3 separate regions of the Mus musculus genome follow, and regions 2 and 3 are each linked to region 1. A link is a contact called in public Hi-C and capture Hi-C data. All regions are on one chromosome and are shown on one strand. Each heading gives the region's core, a stretch centred on a gene start, on an enhancer-like site or on the middle of the called end of the contact. The rest is flanking DNA. Distances are from core to core; before and after follow the strand shown. Region 1 overlaps Cdc123 (cell division cycle 123). Region 2 overlaps Camk1d (calcium/calmodulin-dependent protein kinase ID). Region 3 overlaps Camk1d (calcium/calmodulin-dependent protein kinase ID).

Region 1 (3,348 bases), core at 539-3,038:
TTTACATTTATTTTTTTTTCCTTTAATAGATTTTTCATTTAAACTTTTTGAATATGTTTATATTCATATTCATGTGGGAATCCTGCGCATGAGTGTGTATATTCATGTGGGCTGTGCACATAGCCAAAGGACAACCCCAGGTGTCATCCTCAGAAATGCTGCCTGTCTCCCCTGAAGCAGCAACTCTTGTTGGCTTGGAGCTCATCAATTAAATAAAGCGGGCTGGTCAGTGGGCCTCAGGGGTCATCCTGACTCCACCTCCCAGTGCCGGGGTACAAATGTGTAACAAGCATACCTTACATTTTTTCTGTGGTTTCTGGGGATCAAACTTGGGTCCCCAGGAAGATGAGGTAAGCACTTTACAGTTGAGTTAGCTCCCTAGCCCCAGATTAACACTTTTAACTTAAATTTATTTTTTATCTAATATATAAAAACATAAATTGGATATGAATTTAATGTTTGAGTGCATGTCTGCATCATGTCCTGTTTAGTTCTGGATTCCTTACATAAGTGAACTAATCCAGGCAAAGGGCAAGTACTACATGATTTCATTCATATGGGAAACCAAAGGAGTTCCTACTCAAATGTTTGTCATCCCTTTATGGTAAGAACATTCAAAATTCTCCCGTTTCTGGCCTGAGTTTACTGAACTGACAGCACATCCTCATTGTCTGGCAGGCACCCCAGCCTCCAGGATAGGTATAAGTGTCACTAGAGACGTTGGAGGTGACAGTATCCTATCCCAGTAGTTAAATGTTGGAGGCCCCAATGGTCTCCCCTCTGTGCAGTAGCATACAGAACTTCTTATTCTTCTTTATTAACTATTGATCATCTTCTGCCACGTCGCTCCCCACACCAGCCTCTGGTAGCCGTCTTTCTACCCTTGACCCGTGGAAGATCCCTGGTTGAGTTCACATATGAATGAGATCCTGTGGTATTTGCCCTTTTTCCTGGATTAGTTCACTTACATTACGCCTCCCAGTTCATCCGCATTGCCCCAGAGTACTAGGCAGCTATGTTTCTTATTGCTCAACAGTTCTGTTGTGTGTTTGGACCACATTTTCTTTATCTATTTGTCTGCACTTCCAGGTTGTTGTGGGTAGTGTGGAAATTGAGATTGGGGGACAACTGTTCTTTCAGGTATTCACGTCTTTGGATGTATGCCCAAGAACTGGGATGCTGGGTCATATGGTGTGTCTGTTTTTAATCTCTTTATTTATTTACATTGATCGTGTGAGAACATGGACTTGAGTGTGCTTCTGTCTTTCCACCATGTGGGTTCCTGGGATCAAGCCCAGGACCTCAGGTTTGTCAGCAAGTGCCTTCAAAGGCCGAGCCTCCCTAGGAGCCTCTTTAACTTTGTAGGGCACTTGCATGCTCTTCCTCAGCTAGACTAGCTTACCTTCCTCCCCACAGTCCGTGAGGACTCCTGGTCCCCAGATCCTTGCCAGTGCTTGTCGCCTTGGTACTTCTGGCTGGTGAGAGGCAGGTTCTCTGAAGACACATGTGAACACAGCACACATGCACACAATCACAAACACATCTGAAAGGACAGGGGAGCAGAGGTCGAGACAAGGAAGGATGCTTGGGAAAGTTCCAGCTGGACGGAAAGAAACCTCCGAGGCCTGGGAAGCAGGGTGAGTTCATAGACAGACATCTGATCCCGCAGGCAGGAGTCGCTTCTCTGCTTCCTGGTAAAGACGTTGGCAGCCTGCTGTGTGTGTCTGTGCTGTGCTAGCTGCTGTACTGCCCACAGGAAGCATCAAACAAGATAGCCTTGAACGTTGGAGGAAGTTATCTTGATGTGGAAGTGGCAGACTTGTGTTCGCGAGGTGTGGCCTGTGGCAGGCAGCATCTAGGCAGTTAGAACAGGGTAAAACCAGCCTTTTGTCTAGAACACGCTCCCTTCCCGGAAGGCTTTTATTATCATTTAGTTCTGTATCTCAGTCTGTATATGCTGTGGGGTAAGTGTTATCTGCCTGCAGTGTATAGATACTAAACTAGTTATTTCATATCGGCAGTTGAAAATGTTGGAACCTGCCAAGCTGCCTCCTGTCCCTGGCAAATGTCCTGATCACTAACTCAGTGGGGCTGACAGGTAGACGCAGCTGTTTAGCCTGTAAAAGAGTTGAGGAATTAAAGTGAAGTTGGACGAGTATATAAGTAATGGTAGCTGAGATCCTGCAGATCTGAAAAAGAGTTCATTTTTAAAAGCGAGAAGCATGCCAGTCTAAACATCCTGACAGTTTCCGTTCCGAGATTTAGACCATATTGTAAAACCCATTTGCATTTACTCAATGGTACGTGTATCAGAGTTTGTTAGACACTTTCTTGAATATATTATTTTGTGGCTATTCTTGTAGAAAGCTCACTCGTGTCTGTAAGTAGTTTGGCTCGTGACATATAACTGAAGTGTTTGTACCTAGTGACACTTTGGCGTGTCTATGTTTATTGTTGTTGGGCAACTTGATTCAGGGCTGTAGAGTCTTAACTGTTCTATGCACATCAGGTCAGTAGCCCACCCATTCTGTGAGTCTAGGATGGACACTGGGTAAGGTTTCAGAAGCCCCCTCAGGGATGATGATGTACGGCTAGAATTTAAAATCCTTATTTACATTGTGTGTGTGTATATAAGAGAGAGACACACAGAGGCAGAAGGTGGGGGGGTTTCACTGCATAGCTCTAGCTAGCTCAGAACTCACTATGTAGAGCAAGTTGGCCTGGAACTCACAAAGATCCATCTGCCTCTTATTTTAGAGTCTTAGAAAATCAATGTTGTTCCTTTCTAGTCTTTTCCCTGTGACTTGTGTTGCTGATAACTTGTTTTATTGCTTTCTGGACAGAATGTTGTTTAATTTTGAGTCTTGCTATTGTAAGTTTGGCTTTGTAACTTGATCATGCCAAACAAAGGAAGTCCAGCGTGTGCTGTGTTCTGCAGACTCATGGATCTAGACCAGGCTTGTTGCTGAAATATGTAGCTTTGGAAGCAAACGCGCATCCTTTTCAGATCAAACACATTTTCGGGGAAGGGATAGAATTACAGATGAGCAATACTGGCAGGGGTTCTTTGTGCTATTTCTTTATTTTTTATATGGAGACTTTATCACATGGGGAAAAAATCTTTCCCAATTTTTTTTCCTTTGGCCACTTGATTTTTTAGTTATTGAGCAACCGTGCATGTTAAAATCTTTTGGTTTCTAATTGTGTTGGTTTTTTAGTAATATATTTTGAAGTTGTGTTTTTAGATAACACTAATTCTATTTTGATGAAACATGATATAAATAAAAGGAGGAAATTTGGGTTTTGGCTCACTGTTTCAGAGGTTTCTGGCGGTGGCCACTAGGCCCC
Region 2 (3,348 bases), core at 268-2,767, 440 kb after region 1:
AGCTTTGGTTAGTGGCATGAGTCAAGTGCCCATCTCTCCAGCTGCAGACATTCTAGGCAAGGAGGATTCAGAGCCATTGGTGGTAAAATGGAGTCCTCTCTCTGCATCTGGGACTGAGTCTTGCTGTTCACCAATAGATGCATCCTAAACCCCAAGGTTTTACAGTAAAAGGAGCCATTCCCCTGTCTTCCAAACAGTATTCCTGCTTCAACAACAGACTGGCTCATTTCATTTTACTTTCAAAAACCCTTTGGCATCATTTGATTTTCTTCAAATCTCATTCTTCATCCACAAAATTGTCACGATGACTACCGTCTTCAGTAACTCTTTGTGTAACTATTTTGGGTGATTGAAAATATTTTCCCCCTTTGGGTTCTGTTAAAGAAAAAAAATGTTTTGACATTTGTCGCAGCAAGAAAAAAGCCTTTGTTTGAGCCTGCTGCACAGAGGAGAGAGATGGAGCCCAGCTGTACTCTGAACACAAGGAAGAACAAGTGGGCACTTGTAGAGTGGAGGAGTAGTGGTGGGATAGGGAGAACATAGCACCTACAAGGTTACTAAGAAGGACCAGGAGATGACTCAGTGCAAAATGCAGGAAAAGCTGAGATGCTCGCCAGCACCCACATAAGGAAGCCAGGGATGACAATGCACACCTGGAATGCCAGCACCGGGGAAGCAGAGATGAGGGTCCCCGGACTCAGTATCCAGCCCCAGACTCAGTATCCAGCCCCAGACTCAGTATCCAGCCAACTGAGCCCAATTGGCAGCCTCCGCATTCATTGGAAAGATCCTGTCTTTAAAAAAAAAGTGACGCTGACCACTGATCTCTACATGTCCCAACACCTCCACACACAGACACAGATGTAAAGTAAAATGATTTTTCAAAGGAAAGTCATTAAGAGATGTTAGGAGTCTTGCTAAAACAGCCTAACTGGCTGAGGCTGGGGTCAGTACTGGATGTAGCTCAGCAATGGAACCCTTACCCAGCACATACAAGGCCTGCATTTGAGCCACAGTGCCAATAAACAAACAAACAACAAACAGACAAACAAATGCAAAATACTGATGGAAAAATAAGTAAGATAACCTAACAAATCTCTTGCAAATGGCAGGTCAGACGTATACATGGACAGAGATTGTCTCTGAACGGAATTGATTGGTTGCAACTTTCCTGAATCCTCTCTGTGACCTGGTCTCTGACTCTGTCCTTTCTCTGTGAACTCTACTTACTCACTCTAGCTTGAGCAAAACTCATTCTGAATCCACTTAGCATGGAATATCTCCCGATATCTGCCCAAGTTTCTTAGCTTGCTTTTCACGCTGTCTCCTGTCTTAAACAGAAGTCCGGCCGAGTTGATCTGGCTGGCTCCTTGCTTACTTATTCACAGGACTATTCTGTCCACTGCCCTCTGACCTTCCCTTTGCTGTAAATCTCTTGTTAACCTTCCTAGCATAGGCGTTAAACAAGAGTCTTCTACCTATAAACCCCCCATGGTGGTACTAATGAGTACTCATTGTCTTTCAAAGTATCTGAATAGGCTGGAGAGGTAGCTCAGCAGCCCTGGCTGCTCTTCCAGAGGTCCTGAGTTCAATTCCCAGCAACCACATGGTGGCTCACAAGGATCTATAAGAGTATCTGATGTCCTTTTCTGCTCTGCAGAGCACTTATACATTAAATACATTTTTAAATATTTAAATATCTGAATAATTGTTAGTTTAACAGCATCTGAAGCACTGGGTAAAGAGCTTGATTATATTTCAGGGGTAAGGATTCCCCTTAGACAAGCTGGGCATGGAGGTACACCCCTGTAATTCCAGGAGGCTGAGGTACACCCCTGTAATTCCAGGAGGCAGAGGTACACCCCTGTAATTGCAGGAGGCTGAAGCAGGAGTGTGAAACCAGTTTGAACTCTCCCCTGAACAATGCAGATGGGTGCAGTGGTTCTCAACCTTCCTAATGCTGTGACCCCTTAGTCCCTCATGCTGTGGTGACCCACCACCACAAAATTACTTTTGTTGCTACTTCATAACTATAATGTTGCTACTGTTATAAATCATAATGCAAATATCTGATATGATGGATATCCGATAGGCAACCTCCATAAAAAGGTCATTTGACCCACAGGTTGAGAACCACTGCTCTAAAGTGGGTTCACTTGATCCAGGCTAAGACCGTGCTTGGCTGGCCTGGTGAGAGCAAGAGGGATTTGTGAGGCAAGGTCAAGGCTTTGTTCTCAAGAGGGCTCAGAGAAGCCTGGCCAAGGTTTGGTCAAGCACAGAGTCTTGGCCAGTTCTTACAAATTCTTTATAGCAAAGACTGCATACCAGAATCTTTCAGTGCACACACATATATATACACACAAACACACCCCATACCACACACCACCACACATATATACCCCCACCCCATTTCAGATCTACCAAATTATCTGTCTCCTCCATTTAATAACTCCACAGGTAGAAAGGTAACAATGATATCCAACAAGGTCAGAAAAACACTTTCTAAACATATCTAATCACTGTACCTATAAGAATTGCTAAAATTCAATGTTTAGCAACCCAAGATTTTCCCCAGGAGCCTGACAAAAAAAGACTACATCTTTATTCTTGGGCTGGGAGAGTAACCAGTCTGGCAACCGGGTGGGAAAACAAGCTTCCTTTCCATAGCCTTCCTTCTGCTTTCATTCCCTTAAGGTTCATTGTAGGCAAGAGCCACAAGTACTTATTCAGTCAGTACACCTTTAGAACTGTCCTGGTGGATAGATGTTAGCAGACAGTCCTGACACCAGCCCCCTGAGGGATAGCATCAACTGAGGTCACACAAAACGAATATGGATAAATAAAAATGCAGGTTCCTATTCTGTGTTGAGTTTCTCAGCCCTGTAGAACAGGGACTAGCCTGAGACAGGTGTATCATGGCATCTACAGGCCCTGCCCCAGTCTTTGCCAAGACTAATGACAACCCCCAGTTCTGAATAAACTCTGCAGACAATGTTTTATTGTCTGCCCCAAGGAAGTCCCTTCCGTATGTCACTGATATTATAAAACCACAGTGAAGACAAGCTGGGCACAAAGGTACACCCCTATAATCCCAGGAGGCTGAAGCAGGAGTGTGGAACCACTGTCTGAGCTCTCCCCTGAACTGTGCAGATGGGTAACAAGAAGAGACTGCAGCCTGTGCTTGGCACAAAAGCAACCAGGAGAGGGGTCTTTAGGGGCGCAGGACTAGGAGTCGCTGCTTCTTTTGCTCCCAGAATGCTCCTTCTTCCCCTGGAAGGGGTGTAAGCAGGTAGCTGATGATGTCAGCACTGTGCTGTGTGCAACCCGTCTTTCAGGACATGGTAGGAT
Region 3 (3,348 bases), core at 432-2,931, 380 kb after region 1:
CCTGGGACTGATCTTCTGCCCCTGCCTCCGGAAGGATGGGACTTCAGGCATGTGCCACCATGCCCAGCGTCTCTGTTTTGATGGCAGCTTGTGATGCTGGGTCAGGTGTACAGGATGCTGCTTGTGACAGATGGTAGTGTTCCACCAGCTTCAAGTCTGAGAGCATTAAAATGCTTCTCCCTTTCATAGGCTTAAGCACCAAATCTGGAACTAGTCTAGAATCTGTCCAGGAATTCCCTAAAGAGGAAAAGATATTTTTCTAGTTTTTTTTTTACCTCGTGGTTAACTATACCATTTACCCACTGAGATTCTTAGGCGTATAAAGCCACCACATTCACTGAACTAGTGAATGCCAAACCGTTGCTCCCAGGGGGAGTTCAGGATCAGGTCCCTCCCTTCCGAAACCCTCGGTCACAGATTTTTAGAATCTTGTGTGTTGCTACTTAATAGTAGATAAAGTATGGCTTTTTTAAAAAGGTGCCTTGTTTAGTATATGTTGCTGATTCATTAATGTTGAGTTCATGGCCAACATCAGTATAACTCAGACCTCATCAGGTATGGAACTTACATGTTTTTCTGTAGAAAACACACCTCAGGCTTGCTGAGCTTAGAGACAGAAGACAGACCCCAGGACATTGCTTGGACACCTGGAAAGCAGTAAACAGCACCAACAATCCCCCCATATATGTGAAAAGCTGAACATTAAATCAACTTACAAAGTGGGATTTGCATATTGCACCTAGGGTTGAAACTTGAAGTCACAGCATGCCCTCAACTGGGAATGTGTCTATCACGGGACTCAGATTTTCTCTCCTCTGGAAGAATGGCCACAAAACTGCCCCAGGTAGTTATCTGGGAGTTGCACAGATGTCTCAGCCAGAAGGTAAATTTATAAATATGAAATCCACAAGTAATGAGGCTACTGGATACTTAGGTTTTAATTTCTTCCCAAATATTTTTCTCCAAACATGTATACTATAGAGCTTCTCCCCCACTGAATTATTTTGGAATTTTAACTCCATTAAGTGTAGGTGTTTCTAGTTTTTAAATGGGCGATAGATTATTTTGTGGCCAGGGATTTCCACTTTGGCTGGTTTAGTCACTAAGATGATAAAGTGACTTACAGACAACCTACCAAGACGAAACCTGCATATGCTTTTTGCTAGTGAGTTGTGTGATGGACTGTTACAGAGTTCTCTCAGTTCCCTTCCTTCAGAAGACTAGCAGGCCTATAGGGGCTTTCCCTGGTCAGGGGAACTGCTGCCTTTCAGTTCAGTTCTGTTTAAGGAAGCTTGGTTTCTTGCATGTCTAGTTGTGATAATCACTCTATGCTTTCCACTTCAAAACCTTTTCCTCCAGATCCTTCTGACGCTGACCTTGTCTCTGGTTCTTCAAATTCGCTTGAGGAGTGTGCTATAAATTATGGTAGTTTTATCTTTCTCCAAACATCCCACATAGAAAGGGAATCTAATTCTTCTCTCCCCGGGTGGATTAAACTCAAATATAAGGGGATAGACATGATATGCATTTCCTGCCTTGGCTGTCTATCTGGGCTTGGCTCCATGCCTAGACTCCTGCAGGCAGGCTCTCATGCTCTACCATGGGTCTAGCTGTCTGCCCAGCAGAAGGCAAAAGGTCCAGGGGGAACATGTATAAAAGCCATTTCAAAGGGCACTTTTCAGTGCTGAAATTGAACTCAGGCTTGACCTTCACATGTTAGGCAAGCACTCTGTCTGATCCCCAACCCCAGACAAGCCTCAGTCTTACTTAACTGGGACACGTGACTCTAGAATGGGCAGTGTGTTGCTGAGCTAGAATGCCTCAGGAGCAGAGGTGCTTCAGTCCTGATAATGGGAAACTCCTTGATTCACTATCTCAGATGGAGCCGAACATCCTTTTTAGATACATCAAAGTCCTGTGTAGTTGGTGCTACCTGTAACCTTGTGTTTTCCACCAGTCCTCTTTGTTCCAAGAAATAAAGACTCCGAGACTTATTATATATGAATAAATGCCTAAGCTAATAGCTTTGGCTTGTTCCCTGACTAGCTTATAACTTAAGTACCCATTTATTCTATTCGAAGATATGTCACATGACTGGTTACCTTGTCCTCAGAATCACAAGAGTGTCTCTATCACCATTCCCAGGAGAATTGCCCCTTTTTGCCTGTCTCTATCCCAGCATTCCCCCCACCCCCCCTTTCTCTCTTCCTTTCTGCCAGATGTCCCACCTCCTAATCCTGCATCAACTCATTGCTCATAGGTTTTCTTTCTTTTTTTTTTTTTAATTGACAGGTGAAGCTTTTACACAGTGAGTACATAAAAGAGTCCTGTAGCACCCTTACTGACTGACTCTTTAGTCATATGAAGATAGTTTCTTCCTTATCTATTTAGGATGTTAGAGTATTGACCTGAATTCCAAATTGTGCTACAATATTGTAGATACAGTTATAGAAGGCAGAAATGATCATGTTCCCATCAATTATTTATTGTTTAGTGTAGGAGTAATGCTCCCAGGTATTGATGTGTTAGAATTCAAGACAACTAATGTCTTGACCTTGGTCCAGAAAGCTCAAAACAGCTGTTTAGGTTGTGTGTTAGGTTTCCACCATATAACCAAACACCTAAGATAACCGTGAATAAGAGTTATATTCTGGCTGACAGTACTGCAAACTCCAGGCTTTAACTAGTTGAACCCAAAGGGTTTAAGGCATAGCAAACTGCTCATTCCATAACCAGGAAGCAAGAGAGGAAGAGAAGATAGGGCCATTTAATCTCCATCGGAGACATGCCCCAATGATACACTAGGTGCCACCACTAAAGGGTCCAGCACCCCTTACCAATGATACTATCCTTAAAGACATAGACCTTTGGGAAATATTCAGGATCCAACACCAACCAACTAAGAAAGGCTACACAGTTTATATAGAGATATAAATTTCTTGGGATTTTAGTGGAAAATGAAGTAACTGTACTATTCAGGAAAACATTACCCATCCCAAAGACACTTAAAATCAAACTTGACAGGGAAATGAGGGTTTCTCAGTTTGGGGAGAGGAGTTGTAGTGGGCGAGACATACCCCATTCTCAGAACACAGCCTGCTATTTGCTTTGTTCCATCAGCAGTTGATGTACCTTAAGTGTCAATTGCTTCTTTCTCTTAAAAATAGAATTTAGAAAAAAATAATAATTGCCATTACCCAGGGTACCAATTAGTGGAGGCTGGGCTAATTAAGCTTTTGCTGTAACTTTAGCATATCAGACAGCAGCAGTATAATAATGTGTTTTATTTTAATATTAAGAGAGGCTTTTGTTTTGTATTTGGTTCGGGTAGGGTGGCACATTTGAGCC

The links. Hi-C and Micro-C count contacts between places; a contact is called where the count stands out from the background. Capture Hi-C pulls out chosen DNA fragments and counts their contacts.
Region 2: a contact with region 1 is called in a capture Hi-C map of embryonic stem cells, with 4 times the contacts expected there. The contact joins two enhancer-like sites. A contact is called at or near these places in 2 of 484 Hi-C or Micro-C datasets (cerebral cortex and embryonic stem cells), 4 of 115 datasets of contacts at active chromatin or transcription factors (all in embryonic stem cells) and 1 of 9 other capture datasets (embryonic stem cells).
Region 3: a contact with region 1 is called in a Hi-C map of bone marrow-derived macrophages, with 22 read pairs. The contact joins two enhancer-like sites. A contact is called at or near these places in 4 of 15 datasets of contacts at CTCF or cohesin (the NIH/3T3 cell line, large pre-B cells, pro-B cells and 1 more), 35 of 484 Hi-C or Micro-C datasets (the AML12 cell line, B cells, the C2C12 cell line and 18 more), 7 of 115 datasets of contacts at active chromatin or transcription factors (the HPC-7 cell line, embryonic stem cells and large pre-B cells) and 2 of 9 other capture datasets (embryonic stem cells and pancreatic islet).

The regions. Positions count from the first base shown.
Region 1 is chr2:5,799,916-5,803,263 of GRCm38.p6, reverse strand. All of the region lies in intron 10 of Cdc123 (cell division cycle 123), which reads left to right. Among named protein-coding and RNA genes, the nearest start is that of Gm29984, 24 kb to the left of the region's middle. Within about 2 kb of position 1,788, at least 104 of the 459 cell types and tissues checked have an H3K27ac peak or open chromatin away from gene starts, as enhancers often do. A contact at or near this core is called in B cells, bone marrow-derived macrophages, cerebral cortex and 2 more, where this site is marked.
Region 2 is chr2:5,355,405-5,358,752 of GRCm38.p6, reverse strand. All of the region lies in intron 4 of Camk1d (calcium/calmodulin-dependent protein kinase ID), which reads left to right. Among named protein-coding and RNA genes, the nearest start is that of Gm36906, 42 kb to the right of the region's middle. Within about 2 kb of position 1,517, at least 13 of the 459 cell types and tissues checked have an H3K27ac peak or open chromatin away from gene starts, as enhancers often do. A contact at or near this core is called in cerebral cortex and embryonic stem cells, where this site is marked.
Region 3 is chr2:5,415,769-5,419,116 of GRCm38.p6, reverse strand. The region is part of intron 3 of Camk1d (calcium/calmodulin-dependent protein kinase ID); the gene reads left to right. Among named protein-coding and RNA genes, the nearest start is that of Gm36853, 65 kb to the left of the region's middle. Within about 2 kb of position 1,681, at least 44 of the 459 cell types and tissues checked have an H3K27ac peak or open chromatin away from gene starts, as enhancers often do. A contact at or near this core is called in B cells, bone marrow-derived macrophages and pre-megakaryocyte-erythroid progenitors, where this site is marked.